2 separate regions of the Cyprinus carpio genome follow, and region 1 is linked to region 2. Evidence: chromatin contacts called from public Hi-C data. All regions are on one chromosome and are shown on one strand. Each heading gives the region's core, a stretch centred on a gene start, on an enhancer-like site or on the middle of the called end of the contact. The rest is flanking DNA. Distances are from core to core; before and after follow the strand shown.

Region 1 (3,392 bases), core at 16-2,515, 150 kb after region 2:
GTGAGTTGAAGAGAAGCGGCGGTGAAGTATGACAGCTGTGTGTTATATCCCCGGGAGAGCGCGCGCTTGCACGGTCACTTTAGGCTCGAGCTCAACGAGAGCTTCATGTCATCAAACCGGAGAGCAAGCCGTGATACGAGTAGCGGAGATTTGCAGATCGGACTCTTTTATGAACAATACAAGTCCAGCTAGAAAAATCACATATTTGAGACCGTAGACTACAATTCATGCTCTTTCTAGGGGGGTTAAAACACGCGCTCGTGCACTTACTTGGGATTTTGTGAATTCCACACGACAGATTCCAGTGATTTGGCTGCGGGTAACGCGTATCGGCACATGGCTGTCAGAATCCAGAGGTAATATTTCCACGAGCCGTCACTTCCAGCCATCTTATACTGTTCTCGGAGAGACAAGCCAGCAAGAAGATAAGATCCTTTCGATCGACTGTACTCCGGGTTACCGAACCACATGCAACAGAGTAGGTTAGGCGTCCAGGCGGAGGGGCTCCATGGCTCAACTTCCAAATCCAAATTTTCTAGCGTTGTCTTGAGGAAAAAAAAGGTGTCGCACAACGTTGCACAGGCGGCTTCTGGGCCAACGTTTCTCTGTTACCAAAATCGCTGCTACCTTGCACTTAGGTAGACGGCAGCGCCTGACTCTTTTATTGTACTCATCTATTAGTTGAGCTAGTAGCCTCACAAAAGGTCAGATCACGCTAGATATGGGGTAAGAGATATGCACACAGGTATAAGGACCATCGATCCCGTGTTGGGGTTCGGGTTGGTGCACAAATCCGGTCCTGATCATGTGTCAGATTTAAAATTAGACTCCTTTCGCTTATGATCCCAGATCATAGAGATGCACTTTAGATATGCAACAATTCTTGTCCAGAATTTATCGCCCTATATCCATGTTCAAAGTGTCCAACTGTCAGTCACAGGACTGGCAAAAATCTCTGTCCAATTCCATTTGGATTCTCTTTTGAAAAAGAACCGTGAAAAGTAAACTCCGGAGTCTTGCTGCCTCTGATATTGTTTTACTGCATACTGATAGACGGGATATCAGCTACTGTCCGCTCCTGGCTCGCGTGCAGAAAGGTGCACACAGTTTCGTCTTAAGGACATAAACAGATGGGGAAACTCCAGCTGTTCGGCGCTTCCTCTGCGAGTTAATGACGCGTCTTTTAGCCTTGGATCTTGTTTGGAGTTGTTCGGTGCTCAACCGTGGATCCGGTGCGTCCGCAGTCAGTCCCGCACACCGTTCACAGCACAGTGGCTCGCGATCCATCACCTCCACTCCCACCGAGCTGCTAAACCCCGCCCTATTCGAAACGGACCAATCGGAGCGCACGTTTAGGGCAACGTCGCAACATGGTGTCCCTCTCTGTACAGCAAGTTTCAGAGAAGTTCAGCTGCGAGACTGATGTGTTTACAGAGACGGAGAGTGAGTCTAGTCTTTCTCCATAAAGATAAGACATTGCCGTTAAGAAACTGACTGTCTTAAGTTTTTTTTTTGCTGACAAATGTGCCGCAAATTAATATTTTTCTTAGACAACTTGTAGCAAAGTTGACTACTTGTTACTATGGTTACTCCGTACGTTTATCTCTAATGTGGTATTTTCGTTTCCCTTCTCAGTTAGTTTATCATTTCCTGGAGTCACTTGAATACGTAAGTATGTTTTGTATTCACAACACATCACGGCTTACAGCTGAAAACACAGGTCTTCACCGTAAAATCGTTTAATAACAGATTTAGGATCATTATCCCAAAGACATCCAAGAGAGTGACACTAATGATATTTGATGGTCAAACAAAGATAACGCTAATCCTTTCAGTAGTCAATACCGCCCCCTATCGGCTTTAAAAAAAATAATTTGAACAATTCAAACTGTAAATGGTTGATTTTAGCTTTTATTTAGCTTTTATTTTTTGTTGTTTTAGTGCAAAACTACTACAATATGCCATATAACAAACGGTGACGCATATCAAAATATGACTTGAATCAAAATGAATCTATTTCATATATTAATCATTTCAGTTGCCCATGACTGATGGCAAATCTGTCTGTAAGGTCTATGACGGATTTGTGTCTTCCTCCCCAAGTAAGATGTGATTCTGAGTGACATATGGTGCCCTGTCAATCTACTAAACCAATCTCTGTGTGTGTGTGTGTGTGTGTGTGTGTGGTTCTTCAGAGAGCCATATGTCTTTGAGAAGGGTTAGTCCTCCAGCATGTGTTTAGATAACATAAGTGTGGTGTAGCTTTTACTCTTTGAGCTCTTGTGTGTATGAAATGTCAGTTTATTCATTACCCACATTTAGATCAGGTCTGAAAGGCCAGCCACACATTTAGAAATGATATATATGCAGTCATGTGATCTGTTTAAGGCTGAACGTCATCAGCTCTTGAAGAAAGAGCAGTTTGTGTTCTAAGATAGATCACTTTTAGTTATCAGAGGCTCATTTTGGTGTTTTCTGTGTGATTCTTTCTGCAATTTTGTGTGTAATGTTTACATGTCCTTTTGCATACATACAAATATCTGACCTTTTATTTCACCAGAACTCAGAGCTAAATATAGTACCTCCACCTTAGTCTGAGTGTTAAGACTTTTCAGCCAGTCATACACCCTCTTTTTCCTCTCTTCTTTTCTTTAATCTGCTCTTTCTGTATCTGAGACAAACTGACGTTTTTAGGACCTCGAGCCTGAACTGAAAATATTCGTTGCAACAAGCTCGAAGAGAGCAAAACCACACACACACCCAAGGAGAAATTACCGGAGTGCATTTGTCAGCAGCTATTCACTAATATGTCCATACTGCGGTCTACACACAGTTACTAATAAACCAAAAGCACGCACAACCACACAGACCCTCTAACACTTTGAACTTTGCATAAAAGTTCATAAAAAGCATGCACATGCATACATATAAATTCACTACATTTCAAAAGTATATGGGGTCGGTAAGATTTTTTAATGTTTTTTGAAGAAGTCTTTTATGTTCACCGTTTATCTTTTTAAATGTATTTTTTTATTGCTCAAAAAATACAGTAAAATCCATAATATTGTTTAGTATTTTTGTCATTTAAAAAAACTGTTTTCTGTTTTAATACATTTTCAAATGTAATGTATTCATGTGATGGCAAAGCTGATTTTTTTAGCAGTCACTACTCGAGTCTAAAGAAATAATTTTAATAGGCTGTCACATTTTTTCAGGATTGGTCAATAGATAATTCAGAAGAATAGCATTTATTTGAAATAGAAATATATTGTAATATTATAAAAGTCTCACTTTTGATCAGTGCATCCTTCCTGAATATAAATATGAAATTTGAAATAACTTTTTAATATAGTTAAATATTGTTTATTTTTCAATTCATTTAATATTTCATG
Region 2 (3,398 bases), core at 700-3,199:
CTGATTTATTATCAGTGTTGAAACTGTTGTGCTGCTTAACATTTTTTGGAACCTGTGATACATTTTCTTTGATTCTTTGAAAAAATAAAATGTTAAAGTGAACAGCATTTATTCAAAATAAAAGTATTTTCTAACAATATAAGTCTTTACTATCACTTTTTATCCATTTAATATATCCTTCCTGAATTAAAGTATTAATTTCTTTAAAAAAATTCTGACCCCAGACTTTTGAATAGTGTATATTTTAACAAAATTTTTGTTAAAATACAAAATTTCTATTATGAATAAATAGTTCTTTTTAACTTTTTATTTATCAAAGTAATGTAAATGTATCACAGATCTAAAAAAATTAAATAATTATATATAAGCAGCACAACTGTTTCCAATATTGATAATTATTCAGCATATTGGAATGATTCCTGAAGGAACATGTGACACTGAAGACTGGAGTAGTGATGCTGAAAAATCAGCTTTGCTTCATAGGAATAAATTATATTTTAAAGTATATTAAAATAGAAAACTGTTATTTTAAATTGCAACATTTCACAATTATTATTTTTTTTTCTGTTTATTTGATCATATAAATGCAGTCTTGATGAGCAAAAGTAACTTATTTTTTTATAAACATTAAAAATCTTACTGATCCCAAACTTTTGAACGGCATTGAATGTGTGTGTTTGTGTGTGTGTGTGTGTGTGTGTGTGTGTGTGTGTGTGTGTGTGTTTGTGGTGTGTGTGTGTGTGTGTGTGTGTGTGTGTGTGTGTGTGTGTGTGTGTGTGTGTGTGTGTGTGTGTGTGTTTGTGCTGACTGAGGTAAGCACCTCAGCCCAACCTGAGAAAACATTCAATTAGATTTACAAAATTCCGGCATTAATAAAAGAGAATCTGACATTCACAGAGCCGCCCACCCTTCTCCTTTCCTCACTTCTGCACTCCTACTCCCAGTATTGTGTGCACTAATAATAGGCATTAAAATGAGTTTCTGATGCCTGTCTTCCAAATGCCACGCTGGGGATGAGCGATCGTTCAACAGAAACGATTAGATAATTAGACCATCCTCTCGCTGTGTGAATGTGCCCAACCGCACACACATATTGTTCTTCTGCTTGATCACTGTACAGTAAATAAACTTCACCCTGTCAATGACATCTCTTAAGTGATAATGACATTATCACCTACCTCAACACTATCACTTCATGCATTAGCTGACGGTTCGTATAGATGGGATGTGTGATATCTAAAGAATATTTCAAAGAACGCTCTGCCATCTGTTGTGGAGAGGTGCCATGTGCCTTGCATTGTGGGAGTGAACCATTAGGGGGCAGTGCAAGAATATTTCAGTGTGATAGTGGGCTGAAATTGTCCTCATGGTTAAGACTTATCTGACATCTTCATACTTCATGGGAAGTGTACACACACAGCCAAATACTTTTTAGCGTTTTAGCGTGGATAATGAATTAAGGAGCAACAGTGCTGTTGTTAGGGCATCAGTGTTGATAGAAGTATGATGTTTTCTTACTTTTTTCCTGTGGGGTTTGGGCCTAGCTGTTTGTTTGTGACCGTGTGTGACAGAATTGCTTGTGTAAAAGAGCTTAAACGTACATTTGCTGTGTTTTCGATAGGAAGCTGTAGATGATATCTGGTTGTTTAGTCTGGTTTCAAGGTGAGGCAAGTTTGACCTCTTGTGGTTCTGCTCCACTTCTGAAAATAGGGGTTAATCTGCTTTTTCAGTATTATGTCAGGCAAGTCTGGAGTTAAACTCCATTCTTTCGCTCGGTCCCCTCAACACCCCCCCCCCCCCCTCTCTCTAGGTTGCGCTGTCAGCCCTTTTGTTCCAGTCTCATTGTAATTCGTTGGCGTGGAAACGATGCTTTCTGACACCTGGCCCACATGAGCCAGGCCCTGTGAAACAGACCTCATCACCACCAATCAGATCAGCTCTCCCACAAATCATAACCAATCAGATCACTAGCCTCGCAGACACAGCCGACGCCACAGCGACCGCCGACCTAGTTGTGCTCTTAAAGGGACAATACGCACTCTAATCTACAAAGCCCTGCACCCACGAACACAGAGGGCTGTTTAGTGAGTCCTTCATCTGTAAATGATGTACTTTAAATTTGTTGATTGTTTGAACGGATTTCACACAAAAGAATTCATATTTTCAATTTAAAACTCATTTCATTTCCAAAATATTCAGGCCTCCAAACTCAAAACACATTATTTCAGAATCCAATTTCCATAACTGTTGTGAGAATCATTCCTTATCAAGAAAATCAGTCCATTGTGTCTTTAATACTTCAGCTGTAAAAAAAAACAGTTACATCTAATATAAAATAAATGTAATCCAAACTTTGTTTTTTCACTGTATTTTAATTCTCGTTATTAACAAACCATTACGACTTTTGCTTCAATAAACTCCTAATTTGCTTCTTATTAATAGTTAATAAGCTGCAGTAGTCATTAAGTAGAATAGGTATTGGATAGGATAAATGATATAGAATTTGTTCATGCACAAGCTGTGCCGTATAAGCACTAATAAACAGCCAACATGTTAATAATAGGAATGTTAATAAGCAACTAGTTAATAGTGAGAATTGGTCCCTATACTAAAGTTTAACCAATAAATAAATAAATAAATAAATAAACATGAATTGCATTGTGAGCATTCATATGGTCTCTGGTGATCTCTATGAATGAGTTAACTTTAGACTAACTACATTTAAAAAAATATATATATTCAATAGCTATTGAACATATTTTTATGTTGTGTGTGTGGTCAGTAGACCTGTTTTCCAGCACACTGTGGTCCCCAGTGATCAATTTTCAGCGTTAAAATATATGCGAAAATGTTGCTGTATTAGAGCGTACACAGGAGAGTTCAACCTGCCGCCACTATTACAGCTTTTTTCACACCTCCCTTCTTCCCTTTGTGCTTTTTTTTTTTTGTCGATATAAAAAATAGATGAGGAAACCAGCAACGGTGCATATTTGTATTTTTAGAAATGTTCAAATGCTCGAACTTTACCAAAGCTTAGGAGTTGCATTTGTGCGTGTGTCGGTGTGTACAACATATGTTTGACATACTAGGATGTCATATTTTGGCTTGCCACTTTTTGCTGCTTAATTTCTTCAAGACCCATTCTCTCCCTCCATCAGATCCACCATCAGATCCACACGTTCTCAGAAAGCACAAAGACAATAGCGTAGTCCTCAGAGAAATGCATCACACGTATTACCTGCACTGAATATTAAGTGTGAATTTGAGCTTTCTCATTGGAACCGAGGAGGTGGCTCTGTTTAGACTGTAAATGATTCATTTCATGTTAGTCTGACAGAGAATATTGATGACTGGGTGTGTGTTTAATATAGAGTTAAAGGCAGTCAGTAATATTTCTT

What was found. A called contact is a pair of places that touch in the nucleus more often than the background predicts.
Region 1: a Hi-C map of skeletal muscle shows a contact between it and region 2, with 5 times the contacts expected there. The contact joins the promoter of LOC109072182 here to the enhancer-like site in region 2. A contact is called at or near these places in 5 of 8 Hi-C or Micro-C datasets (liver and skeletal muscle).

The regions. Positions count from the first base shown.
Region 1 is chrB5:11,398,363-11,401,754 of ASM1834038v1, forward strand. LOC109072182 (ephrin-B1-like) reads right to left here and starts at 1,266. Exons shown (of 5, transcript XM_042724289.1): 1 at 271-1,266. The coding sequence starts at 470. LOC109058835 (a long non-coding RNA gene) reads left to right here and starts at 1,313. Exons shown (of 3, transcript XR_002012501.2): 1 at 1,313-1,443; 2 at 1,636-1,668.
Region 2 is chrB5:11,251,747-11,255,144 of ASM1834038v1, forward strand. No RefSeq gene overlaps it. Among protein-coding and RNA genes, the nearest start is that of LOC109098031, 32 kb to the left of the region's middle. Within about 2 kb of position 1,950, at least 3 of the 8 cell types and tissues checked have an H3K27ac peak or open chromatin away from gene starts, as enhancers often do. A contact at or near this core is called in skeletal muscle, where this site is marked.